3 separate regions of the Mus musculus genome follow, and all the other regions are linked to region 2. Evidence: chromatin contacts called from public promoter capture Hi-C data. All regions are on one chromosome and are shown on one strand. The core of a region is the stretch at or near the end of the contact, and the rest is flanking DNA. Distances in the headings are between cores, read along the strand shown. Region 1 holds the start of Ing4 (inhibitor of growth family, member 4). Region 2 holds the start of Lrrc23 (leucine rich repeat containing 23). Region 3 holds the start of E130112N10Rik (RIKEN cDNA E130112N10 gene).

What was found. Promoter capture Hi-C pulls out the DNA fragments that hold promoters and counts their contacts.
Region 1: a contact with region 2 is called in a promoter capture Hi-C map of liver. The contact joins the promoter of Ing4 here to the promoter of Lrrc23 in region 2. A contact is called at or near these places in 11 of 39 promoter capture datasets (the C10 cell line, the HPC-7 cell line, cranial neural crest and 8 more), 1 of 484 Hi-C or Micro-C datasets (CD8 T cells), 3 of 115 datasets of contacts at active chromatin or transcription factors (bone marrow-derived macrophages, embryonic stem cells and pancreatic cancer cells) and 3 of 9 other capture datasets (adipose tissue, liver and pancreatic islet).
Region 3: a contact with region 2 is called in a promoter capture Hi-C map of pre-B cells. The contact joins the promoter of E130112N10Rik here to the promoter of Lrrc23 in region 2. A contact is called at or near these places in 3 of 39 promoter capture datasets (the C10 cell line, liver and pre-B cells).

What each region holds. Positions count from the first base shown.
Region 1 is chr6:125,037,834-125,042,000 of GRCm38.p6, reverse strand. Ing4 (inhibitor of growth family, member 4) reads right to left here and starts at 2,153. Exons shown (of 8, transcript NM_133345.2): 1 at 2,104-2,153. The coding sequence starts at 2,140. All of the region lies in intron 1 of 4930557K07Rik (RIKEN cDNA 4930557K07 gene), which reads left to right. Zfp384 (zinc finger protein 384) reads right to left here. Exons shown (of 12, transcript NM_001372420.1): 12 at 4,132-4,167.
Region 2 is chr6:124,778,034-124,782,198 of GRCm38.p6, reverse strand. It overlaps Lrrc23 (leucine rich repeat containing 23), which reads left to right and starts at 2,472. Exons shown (of 8, transcript NM_001302555.1): 1 at 2,472-2,549; 2 at 3,053-3,187; 3 at 3,273-3,382; 4 at 3,854-4,107. The coding sequence starts at 3,071.
Region 3 is chr6:125,228,996-125,232,801 of GRCm38.p6, reverse strand. It overlaps E130112N10Rik (RIKEN cDNA E130112N10 gene), which reads right to left and starts at 1,533. Exons shown (of 2, transcript NR_015604.3): 1 at 1,448-1,533. It overlaps Tapbpl (TAP binding protein-like), which reads left to right and starts at 942. Exons shown (of 7, transcript NM_145391.2): 1 at 942-1,268; 2 at 2,005-2,247; 3 at 2,385-2,657. The coding sequence starts at 1,205. It overlaps Cd27 (CD27 antigen), which reads left to right. Exons shown (of 6, transcript NM_001033126.2): 6 at 1-180.

The DNA.
Region 1 (4,167 bases), core at 904-3,403, 260 kb before region 2:
AGGACAGCCAGGCCTACACAGAGAAACCCTGTCTCGAAAAAAACCAAAATGAAAAAAAAACAAAAAAAAGAGATAGTCTAGCCAGTATTTTTAGTATTTATCCAACCATAACGAAATAACTAATAGTTACTTTGGGTATGTCTCCCTAACCTTCCAGGAGACACATGCCTGGATCAAATTTTAAATTCCCCTCATGTTTAGAAAGTGTCAAATAAATAATTGAATAAACGTATTATTAGTTAAGCTTCTCCACAAAAGCAAATTTTCTCTACAGAGCTTAACCTCACTCTCTCGCTCCCTGTGGTGGGGCAGACTGAACTTCAATCCCAGGGGCTGCCCCTTGTTAGGCAAGTGGTCTAGTGTCATCTCCTATATAAACATAAAGACAGGCTTTCATTATGTAGCCATGGCGGGCCGAGATCTCACCTTATAATACCAGGCTGGTCTCAAACTCAGAGATCTTTCCAAGTGCTGGGATTAAAGGTATGTGCTACCCAAACTTGTGTTTCTGTAAGTCGAACTCAAATGTAAAAAAATGTTTGTACTGAATATGGCTTGGTGCTTATAATCAATAGCACTGTGGAGATAGAAGGAGGGCCTGGAGTTCAAGGTCAACCTGGGCTAAATCAGACACTGTCTGAAAAGACAAAACAAGAGGGGGCTTCTTAAGTCTGTGACAGCAGTTCACTAGGATTACTAGTCACAACAGATTACCAAATCAGATGACTCATCTTTCCCGAGGCAGTCGGCACCACCTTCTCGTTCAAGTAACTTACTTCCTCCTAGCAGTGAATACTAGGTCAGAGGCCTTCTGGTATTGCCAGCATCGACATTTTTTTTTCTCCCGAGACAGGGTTTCTCTGTGTAGCCTTGGCTGTCCTGGAACTCACTTTGTAGACTAGACTGGCCTTGAACTCAGAAATCCGCCTGCCTCTGCCTCCCGAGTGCTGGAATTAAAGGCGTGAACCACTACATCTTATCCTTTAAATGCTGCTTTCTTGAGCTCAGTGTCTTTTTTACTGTCTGAAGTTTTTTCCTGAATAATCTCACTGTCAGATTGAATGCCTATTTCTAAGGCAAAGACTAATGTATTGTTATTACTCCAGAATCTCCTACACTGCTGATTAGATAGTTTATTTTCCAAGCAGAATTCACCTTGGATTTTCCTTCTCTCTCAATCGCAAAGTCATTCAATCAATCTTGCCATGTTCAATATCTTTTTTTGTTTGTTTGTTTTTGAGACAGGGCTTCTCTGTGTAGCTCTGGCTGTCCTGGAACAAACTGTAGACCTGGCTGGCCACGAACTTAGAAATCCGCCCGCCTCTGCCTCCCAAGTGCTGGGATTAAAGGTGTGCCATGTTTAATATCTAAAACTTTCTGTCATTCTCTAAGACCAGGTCTGCACTTCTGATTTGGACTGCTACCATTATTTGATCAGTTACTTTCTTTTATTAAAATCAATGCTCTATTTTAAGATGCCCAGGTTAAGAGTTGCCTAAAAGTCTAATATATCCCCAGCCGATTTCTCACTTCCCAGTCTCTATACACACATACACACACACACGACGGGGGAGGGGGAAGACCAGGGAGGCGAGGAGACAGACAGACAGACATATTCCTCATTTTTTGAGAACTGGATTTTGCTCATAAAGTAAAGCATTTCAGCGATCAACTCAGTGGTCGCTCTATTCCACCCAGCAAGCTTAATGAGGAGCAACTTTTGAGATATAAATGACTAAAGGAATTAGGTCGAATATCTGCAGCTGCTCCAAATGGCAGTGCGTAAGTAACGACGCTGCACAACTTAGGGGGGAAAAAAAATCTACCCTCAAGAACTGAGTCAGCAACTACTTTCCTGCTACCCCTAACCCTTTAAAGCCCAGCCCTGATCCCACGGAGCAGCCCTTCCCTCGTCCAGATCTTGAGCGAGGCCTCTAAGCCCACTGCCCCGCCCCCTCCCTCTTCCCCCTCGAATAAATCTTCCCACGGAACCCTTTTCCTGTGATCTTCAGGCTACCAGAACCTCGGGGCCATGAAGTCTGTCAACCTGGACCCTCTACACCACTCTATGGCCCATGACCCCCTTCTCCAGTTGGCTCTTACTGTCCAGATAATGTTCCAAATACATCCCAGCAGCCATCTTGAAGCAAAACAAAGCAACTTCCGATCTTCCCCGGAAGTGACTGATACACGACAGGCGCTGTAACCATTCTTGGATTACACCTTTTCCGTACCTGAACTTCCGCCCTTACTAAACTATCTGCCTCGGATACATCCGCCGGAAACTGAACTTTTTTTTTTTTTTTTTTGCGCCTATTCACGGTCATCTACAGCGAGGCTGATTTAGCCTGGCTTCCGCCCTTAATAAGGCGGCAATATGTGTCTGCGACAGGCATGACGTCACGCGAAGTCGCCATTTTGCATTCTCTAGCAAACTTTTTTCCCTCCAAAACTAGGAATGTTTGGTAAATGGGGGAATCTATTATGTGTAGTTATATTTTGCAAATAATCGCTTTCAACAAGTAGGGAATCGAGCTGTTTTGCTTTTCTAATTATGAATCTGGCCACCAACGTCCCAGCTTAAGTAGAATAGTCTCGGAGGCAGATGCTTTCTTCAGAAGTTGTCAGGCTTTGCAAATTTAACCCTTTGCATCTCTCATCACTTACAAGTTTCTTTGTGTAGCCCTCGCTGTTCTCGAACTCCAAGAGACCTTCCTCTGCCTCACTAATGCTGGGATTAAAGGCGTGCGATATGGAGATCCATGTTTGTGTTTTGTAATGGACTTATGTACTGAAAAGACTGGGTCATCAAAGTATATGCTAGATAGCAGCCTTCACCCTAGTCAAAACCTGTCAGGTTGCTGCTCTTAGGGAAAGAGAACTCAAACCTCTTAGTATTGGTGGTAGATTCTAGCAGATAGGTGTCGCCTCAAGTTGATATACCCTTCACAGTAGTTAGACCCCATACTTGTAAGATAAAATTTGAGCTCTTTTATACCCAATAAGCCCAAGTTTCCTGCTGAGCAGTTGCTAAAGCAGGACAGCAGGATGTGGACTCCATTCTAATCTAAGAGCATGCTGTCGGATAACTGACTCGGCCGGCTTTTTCCTATACAATGAGAATAACAGACATTATCATTGCGCAAAAGTGGAAATGGATGTTCACCCACAAAGGAGGAGCTGATTGCAATCCTTGTGATGAGAACAGGTTTGTCAAACTCTCCATAGTTGGTGAGTGGAAAGTGCACCAGGCAGCTAACCAACAATACTGAGGTACTACTGTCCTGGATGCCCAGTCCCAAATTAAATGAGACTTCTTTATCCACATCACCAAGTAGTGACAGCTGGCTAGGTCTCAGATAGGAGAACATTTGCCAATCTTTTCAGTACTGTATGAAGGATTTAATCTTCATGAAGCAGTCTTGGGAAATTAGCCGAATCCTTTCATGGTAGACTGTGAGAAGTTTCTTAAGTTTCTTGTTCTGCTCTGTCCAGCACAATGGTCTTCCATTTTAGGTGAACATGATAACCATTATTATCATGGGAAGCTCACTGCATTTGGCATTTTCTTCCATCTTAAACCCAGTAGCTGGTTATAGTTTCCATCACTGGAAACCTTTGCACTGCAGTCTAATGAGACACTATGTATACGTACACAGTGCCCAGTAGAATTTGGATAATATGGGGTTGGGGGTTCCTTTCAAGAGGCCATACATGTCTGTGCCCCTACCATACCTGGCAAGAGACAAAAGATCTCTGTGTAGTCCTGGCAGTCTTAGAACTTGAAACTAGACCAGGCTGGCCTCTTAGAGATCCAACCACCTCTCCCTCCTGAGCAAAGTCGTGCACCACGGCTTGGCTTTTTTTATTTTTTGCGGTGTGGGGGTGGCAAAGGGGAAAGAATATAGCCGTTTTGTTAAATGTAACCTTGTCTCACATATGTAGGCAGTCCCACGATAGGACATGTATACAACTGTTCCTAAACTGGCAATGGCTTCGGAATAACACATCCGGTGGCTTATGAGCCTAGCATCTGTTCTTCACCCTCTCCAGTCTAAATTCTTCCTGCTGGCCTGGAGAGCTCCCCAGATAGCCTTCCCCACGCTAGCTTACACAGTAGCTCACTGCCTCTCATCCTTAAACATGAATTTATTTCTATACAATGGT
Region 2 (4,165 bases), core at 1,223-3,722:
CTTCGGAAGAGCAGTCAGGTGCTCTTACCCACTGAGCCATCTCACCAGCCCCTTGGTGGGTTTTCTTGCTCAGGAATTGGTAGCTTTTACATACACACACACACACACACACACACACACACACACACACACACACACACACACACCTTTCCTGCATAAGGTGCTAAGCTGCTTAGGGAAGCTGGAAAGGAGGGGTTCCCACCCAGGACAGCTCCTGCACTGGTATTTCACAAGGGTTGTAGGCTATGGCGGGAAAGGAGATGCACCACTCTGGACAGCTCCTGTGAGGCTGCAGGCTGAGGAGGAGTTGCCGTTTTTATCTATCTATCTATCTATCTATCTATCTATCTATCTATCTATCTATCTATCTATCTATTTTCACAGGAGCTGCCATTTACAACCACCGGCTGGGGTCACAAAAGCTGGGTTTGCCACTTTGACAGCTCTTGTGGCACTCCACAAGACTACAGGCATGGTGTCTCCTTTCTCGTTCTCGTGACAAGGCTTGAACTTGCTGTGTAGTCAAGGCTGACTTTGAACTTAAAACAATCCTCCTGCCTCAGCAACAAAGTGCTGGGATTACAAGACTGTATCACTTAACACACTTCCATTTGCAAAGCACTTCCAGTTTTCAGAGCACATTAATGTTTATTCTTTTTGCCTCTTAATCCCAGTACTTGGAAGGCTGAGGCAAGGTTGCTGTGAATTTGAGGCCAGCTTGGGCTACACAGCGAATTCCAGGCCATCCTGGGCTACATGGTGACATTTTGACTCAAAATATCATTTTTAATTTATTTTCTCGCCATAACCTCAGTACTGAGAACACGGGGTGGAAAGGGGTGGGGGAGGGGCAGGGATCTGTTTACTACCGGGTCAACCAAGTGCAAAACCACTTACATTGGTTTTTTTTGGAAAACTCTCTAATTCTTTGAGATAAACGCTGTTTCATTTTGAAGTAGCCCTGCCTAGCCCAGACCATTCTCCTGCTTCAGCTTACAGACAGCTGCTGTTCACAGCCGTGTGCCACCATGCATAATTCAGCAATATATTTATAGATGATATAGGCTGAAGAACACACAGCTTTGAGTAGCAGAGCTGTTTGGAACCCAGGATTTATGCTTTAAAGCTACCGCTGTTGCTAGAGCTCCCGTTCCTTGACACCAAGAGAACAGATTTGTCGATTACGTTCCCCAAACTCGACTGATCCAAAGGAACACTTTCTGACTTCCAGCCCACACATATTCCATCAGACCACTTTGCAATCTTTAAAAAGATTAGTTTACCCAAGTGTATGGTTGTGTGTGTATGTGTGTGTGGGTGGGGAGAGTATGTGCATGAAGGCCAGAGACATTGGATCCCCTGGAGATGGAGTCCTAGATGGTTGGGAGCCACCTTTTGTGGGTGCTGAAAACTCTGCAATTGCACGAGTGCTCTCAACCCCTGAGCCATCTAGCCTCCAATTTGCATTTTATATAAAGCAGGTAACAATTAGTCCCATGTGTTCCTGTATCAAGCATTCTCTTTTCCTTAGACTCCACAAGATAGTGTTAGTTGGGCATGGTTGCGCTCACCTGTAATCCCAGTGTTTAAGAGGCTGGGAAAGGAGTGACTTCGAGGCAGCCTGGCTTACATAGAAAGTCTGCTGCTTCAGAGGAAAACAGCAACAGCGAAGACACAGAGTAACTCAGCAGACTCCTCCCAGTTCTTAACGTTACGTTTATTCTACAGAATTCTAGAGGACTGCTAGTAATCAGCAGATCTACCAAGACTCCAAGCCAGACCTTTTATTTTTTAGATGTATTAATTTTATTATTTTATGTGTAGAGGTCAGAAGATGGCATCAGATCGCTAGAGCAGGAGTTACAGATGGTTTGTGAGTGCTGGGAATAGAGCTGGGTCTTTTAGAAGAACAGCCAGGGCCCTTAATCTCTGAGTTATCTTTCCTGCCAGAGGGGGTCGCAGGGGTCGCAAAGCTGGGTCTTAAAGGTTTGCACCACCAGGCCACCTTCGAAGTAAATGAGCGGAACCCGGCCAGCAACAAATCCCATAACTTAGTATTTCTTGCTTCTCTTCGTGCCTTTCCCCCCTCATCCATCTCCTTTTTGCTTCTTAGGTATAGTCTTAAAGCCCAATTCCTTTGCATCCGGACATCTAATTGCTTTAAGGACTTAATGGCCAGCCCCGCCTCCCTCCCGCTTCTCAGTGCTGCTGTTAATATTGGACCATTGTTTTATGTCCGCCGACAATTAACTCCTTGACACTCTTTTCTCGCCTTCTCCTGGTTCCTGGGATTAGAAATTTGGCCTCGTAACCTGGCAACTACTGAGCTACCCGCTGAGGGTGGAAAGAGGGGCGTTAGGGTTTTTGCTTTGCGGTTGAGGTACTCTAAACTCTCAACGGAAGCTGGCTGCAAAGCTAAGCGTCCCGCCCCTGTTGCCATAACAACAATAAATAACTCCGGCTACCCCGTTGCGTCTTCCAAAAAAACAGTCTTGGCGTCTCAGCACAAAGATCCTCTCCTTAACTACTTCTAGAGGAGCAGAGTCAGGGTCTGCGCCCACTTCTGAAGGCGAACTGGGTTGGAGGGTTGAAGACTTCGTGTCAGGGAAATGGTGGTGTTAAGCAAAGAGGCCGCATTAGAAGAGGGGTTGGGGTGGAAGGGAACCCAACCCGGAGGTGAGGTGTGGGTAAAGAAGGGGAGGAGGAGTAGGTAGGGGAGATTTTAGGAGGACATGTAGAACTGTATCAAAGGGAATTGAGGAAGGAGGACGCTGGGCTGCTGGGACACTGTTGGAGGCAAGTGACAGCAGGAACAGTCCGGGAGTGTGGGAAAGTGTCCTGAAGGGAGCAGGGGTGGAGTGGGAGGAGGCTCCGAGCAGAGACTGGGAGTCCAAAGACGGTCTCCAGCATGAGGAAAGATGCACAAGTGGGAGTTCAGAGGAGACAGACTGTATAGGGCACCTGTAGCTGGAGGTGAGGGACTGGAGGGTTGGGGGGGTGGGAGCTAAGACCTTCTTTCTCAGGACCAGGACTGAGTCTCATCTGACTCCAGAGCGCAGGGCAGAGAAAGATGTCGGATGAAGATGATGTGGATGACGTTGATGCAGAACAGGATGAAGTGGAAAGTGACAAGGAGATAGAGGAATGGGAAGACTACAGGAAAGAGACAGAAGAAGCCTCTGAGGAAGTGAGAGCCTGCTTCAGGAGGGCTCCCGGGGCTCGGGACTAGAGGGGAGCTGGAGAGGGATGCCTGTATTCCCCACCTCTTACAGTGGCTGCCCACCCCCATCACGGAGGCCATGATGAAGGAAGGGCTCTCATTACTCTGCAAGATTGGCAGTGGACTGGCTCACGCTTATATTAAGCTGGAGGCTAAGGACAGGTGAGGACTGCGAGACGGGAGCATCTCGTGCCTTCCCTCTCTCATTCCTGAGTGTTTGGGCTAGAGCTCATGGGAAGACATGGTGGGCTTCGCTTTTCAGAACGTCCGTCCGGGACTCTTAGGTGACTGGGAGGGTAGCTTAGCAGTGGAGAACTTGCCTAGTATGCACAAGGCTCCAGGTTCATTCCCAGCACCAAAAACAACACACTGAAGCTTCTGTGGAGGAGTCTCTGTTTGGCTCCGAGATGTAGCTTAGTAGTATGAAAGGTCGTCTGCCATGTGCAAGGCACTAGTTTTGATCTCTGCACTGAAAAACAAGAAGAAAACCCCACTTGCCTCCTCTTCCCCTCCGTCTCTGTCATCCCAGTACAAGGCTTCTCTGCATTGCTCTCTGTCCTAGCACCTGTGCCGTTTCTCTCTGGGTTCTTATCCTTTCCGGTGGATCTCTCCCCCCCCCCTCCCACCTCCTAGGGACCTCACAGACATCTCCTTACTGCGCTCCTATATCCATCTTCGCTATGTGGATATTTCTGAGAACCATATTACAGACATATCGCCGCTCAACAGTCTCACTCACCTCCTATGGCTCAAGGCCGATGGCAATCAGCTTCGGAGTGCTAGGATGAATGAACTTCCCTACCTGCAGATCGCCAGCTTTTCCTACAACCAGATCATAGACACTGAAGGCATCTTTCACCCCCGTCTGGGAAGCCTGGATCTCAAAGGTGGGTCCTTAGGAAGAGATACACAGACCTTCCCTTCCTAGTGAGGAGCTGACAGAAG
Region 3 (3,806 bases), core at 284-2,783, 450 kb before region 2:
GGCAGGTGCCCTGGTACCAGAAGGACTGACTGCCGTGAGAGACACTATCTACAGACACACAGACTTCCTGGCCTTGGTTCTGTCTTCTCTGTAAGTTGTGACAGTGCTGTGGGAAAGCTGAGGCTGAGACTTTCTCTCAGTTGAGCTAAAACTATAAATAAATTCATTTGTCTACTTCTATACACATTGTCCCTTCTCTCTGTGCAGGCAAACACTGGAACCCGGAGCCAAGCCTTACGGCCCAGGGACTCTAGTAACAAGCCAGCTATGGACACTCTCCATGTGCTATTCCCCTTCCTACAGAATGAGGGTAGGGGAACAAGAGGAGGAGGAGGAAGAAGAAAAAAAAGAAGGGACAGTGAACTAGGAAGAAGGATAGTGTAAATGCTAACTTCAAATACGCACACCTACAACTGAAACAAACAAACAAACAATCCCTCAGTGTGGCCCTGAGCTTGTAATTCAAGGGGTTAAGTGGTGTGACAAGGGCGGGGCTTGGAGTAGAGACAGCAGGAGATCACTGCTGTGCTTGTTGGCTACCAAACAATTCCAGGTTCAGAAAGAGACCCTGTCTCTGAAGAATAAGGTGGGGTAATAGAGCAAGACACCCAGTGCCCTCACCGAGCCTCCACACACAGGCAGGGCTGGGCATACTCACCCACACAAGTGTATACACCGCATATACACAAATACAAGTTAAAAGTGAGACTTCACATAGCTGTCCAGCCTCCTAAAATTCCAATCCTAGAACTAGGCCACACCCCATCTCGTCTGTTCGATCACAGATCTGAACAGGGAGTTGTCACCAGGGCAGACCCAAAGGATTTAACATGGACTGAAAGGAAGAAGGGTCCAGAGTACCGGGGAATCTATCTTCTGGCTCCACCCCCTCTCCAGCCCTCTCATAGTTGGGGCTGATGGGAAAGCTGATGTGGTGATACCAGGTTTTGAAATCACCTGGGGATTTCTTGGGTGCGGGGTGGACCTTAGGGAGAACAGAAAGCAGAGCTGGCTGCAGCCATTACTGGCCTCGGGCGGGCGGCCACAGAGGCAGTTGAAGTGAAAGTGAAAGAGAAACGATAAGAGAACGGAGACCACAGGTGCTAAGTGAGGGTGCTCACAGAACCCCCTCTTCAGCCAGAGATCACTAGCAGGGGAACTGTGGAGAAGGCAGCCAGCAAGGAAGAGCCTGAGAGTAGCCTCCATGGGCTTGGAGCCCAGCTGGTATCTGCTGCTCTGTTTGGCTGTCTCTGGGGCAGCAGGGACTGGTGAGTGCGGAGACCAGGCTGGGGCCTGGGGGACTGGGGGGGAGGAAGCGCCAAGCTAAAGGAGCCCCAGGAAGCCACCTTCTCAGAACAGCACCAGCTTGTCTGCTAAGCCCAGCAAATGAGTGCGGCACTCACAACATGCGGAACCAGTTTGGAGAGGGGTACGGCAGAGAACTCACAGAAAAGGGGGGCTTCCTCGATGGGAAGGCAGGGTGTTAGCATTCTGTGGGACAGCTCACTGCCCTGAGTTGAATCCTTAGAAGAGGAAGGGGCTCCCCAGGCTAAGAAATCATTGGGTTGGTGACTCCTGGTGGGCGTGGCTATGGCAGAAAGCAGAGGCCTCTGGGAAAGTTGGGTGATGAGAAAAAGGTTGTCAATGTCCCTAGGAACAGCAGTGTCTTGGCTCCTCTCCCCTGTGGCAGTATTTCTTATTCCTTTTTTTTTTTTTTTTTTTTAACCTGAGAATTCCTTTCCAGAAATTCCCTTGCATCCCACAGCTGAGACTCAGAAATACAAAGCATAAACCCCTCTGGCTTTGATCAGGACAGATCTAGGACTTGAAATAACTCACAGAGCCGCTGCCTGAGTAGCAGGTGCCTCAGCAGAAGCTGGGTTTATAGATGACACCAGGACAGCGGGGCTCAGAAGGCACCTTTACCTGCTGCTCAGCCCGGGGCTTGGTGAAGGGGTGGGAAGAGTGTGGAGGACGAGGGTGCTTGTTCCACTTTCCCTGCAGACCCTCCCACAGCGCCCACCACAGCAGAAAGACAGCGGCAGCCCACGGACATCATCTTAGACTGCTTCTTGGTGACAGAAGACAGGCACCGCGGGGCTTTTGCCAGCAGTGGGGACAGGGAGAGGGCCTTGCTTGTGCTGAAGCAGGTACCAGTGCTGGATGATGGCTCCCTGGAAGGCATCACAGATTTCCAGGGGAGCACTGAGACCAAACAGGATTCACCTGTTATCTTTGAGGCCTCAGGTAAAATCTCCCCATCCTAGGCTTCCTCCACAGGAACAGCCCCGTTCCCAGTTCTATCTACCCACGCCTGCCCCCCCCCCCCCCCGGTCTGGCGTTGTCCATCCAACATTACTTCTGTATGCTGCCCTTCTCCCCAGTGGACTTGGTACAGATTCCCCAGGCAGAGGCGTTGCTCCATGCTGACTGCAGCGGGAAGGCAGTGACCTGCGAGATCTCCAAGTATTTCCTCCAGGCCAGACAAGAGGCCACTTTTGAGAAAGCACATTGGTTCATCAGCAACATGCAGGTTTCTAGAGGTGGCCCCAGTGTCTCCATGGTGATGAAGACTCTAAGAGATGCTGAAGTTGGAGCTGTCCGGCACCCTACACTGAACCTACCTCTGAGTGCCCAGGGCACAGTGAAGACTCAAGGTGAGAAAACAAAATGCAGTGGCACAGGAACATTTTGTATTATTGTGTGTGTGTGTGTGTGTGCGCGTCCATGCGCACATACGTGTGCACATGCCACAGCACATAGGTAGAGATCAGAGGACAGCTTATAGAACCTACCATGTGGTTTCCAGGGATTGAACTAGTTCACTATGCTTGGCAGCAAGCACTTTATGCACTATGCCATCTCAATAGCCCCAAGATAGTTTTTTGGTTTTTTGGTTTTGGTTTTTTTTTTTTTTTGGGGGGGGGGTTGTTGTTTTTTTAATTTGTTTTTTGTTTGTTTGGTTGGTTTGTTGGTTGGTATTTTGTTTTCTTTTGTGGTTAGAGATGGGATAGAAGGAAGAAAACAAATATCCCACAGGTCCTCCTGAGGTACCCATAGAGCTTCATCTTTTCTTTCTAAAATATCCTGAGTCAAGAAGAGGGGATGCTAGGAGATCCTTATTCGAGCAAGCATCAAAACATAATAATCATCAGGTATTTTCTCCAAAGTGGGGAAGCAACACATGAGGACACTGTAGCTACACATGTCACTACACTCTTATTTAGCCAAACTCATGTTTCCTCCCAGGGAGAGGGAGTCTGGTCTGGTGCTTCATGGCAATTACAGCAGAGCACAGGGAGAAAGAAGTGCTCAGTAGCTCTTACTAGTGAGCCCATTCCTCATTCTCTCCCACTTAGTACCTCCTACCAGGTTCAAAACCAAGAGGAAACATATTGACAGGCACCTGGAGAGTCCAGTTCATTATTTTGCCTCCAAAAAGGAGAAAATCAAGTCCACAGAAGATGACGATGAGGGGGCCCCTCTCCTATCCCTGCAAACCCCTAAAACATTAGCCTTTAGTATTATGTTGTCCCATACTGAGGATAGAACCTAGAGCCTTGTGCTAAACACGAGCTCTACTACTAAACTACAGCTTCAATTCCTTTTTCAGTTTTATTGTGAAACAGGGGTCTCACCCAGATGCCCTGGCAGGCCTGGAAACTTGTGATTCTGTCATGCCTCCTTAGTAGCTGATGGTACAGGCATATACTACCACACCCTCCGGCTCTACAGTCCTTTCTGAATGTGCCTTGCCACATCAGAAAAGATGTTCAGCATCTCCTATCCTTGGCCATGGGTAGTTT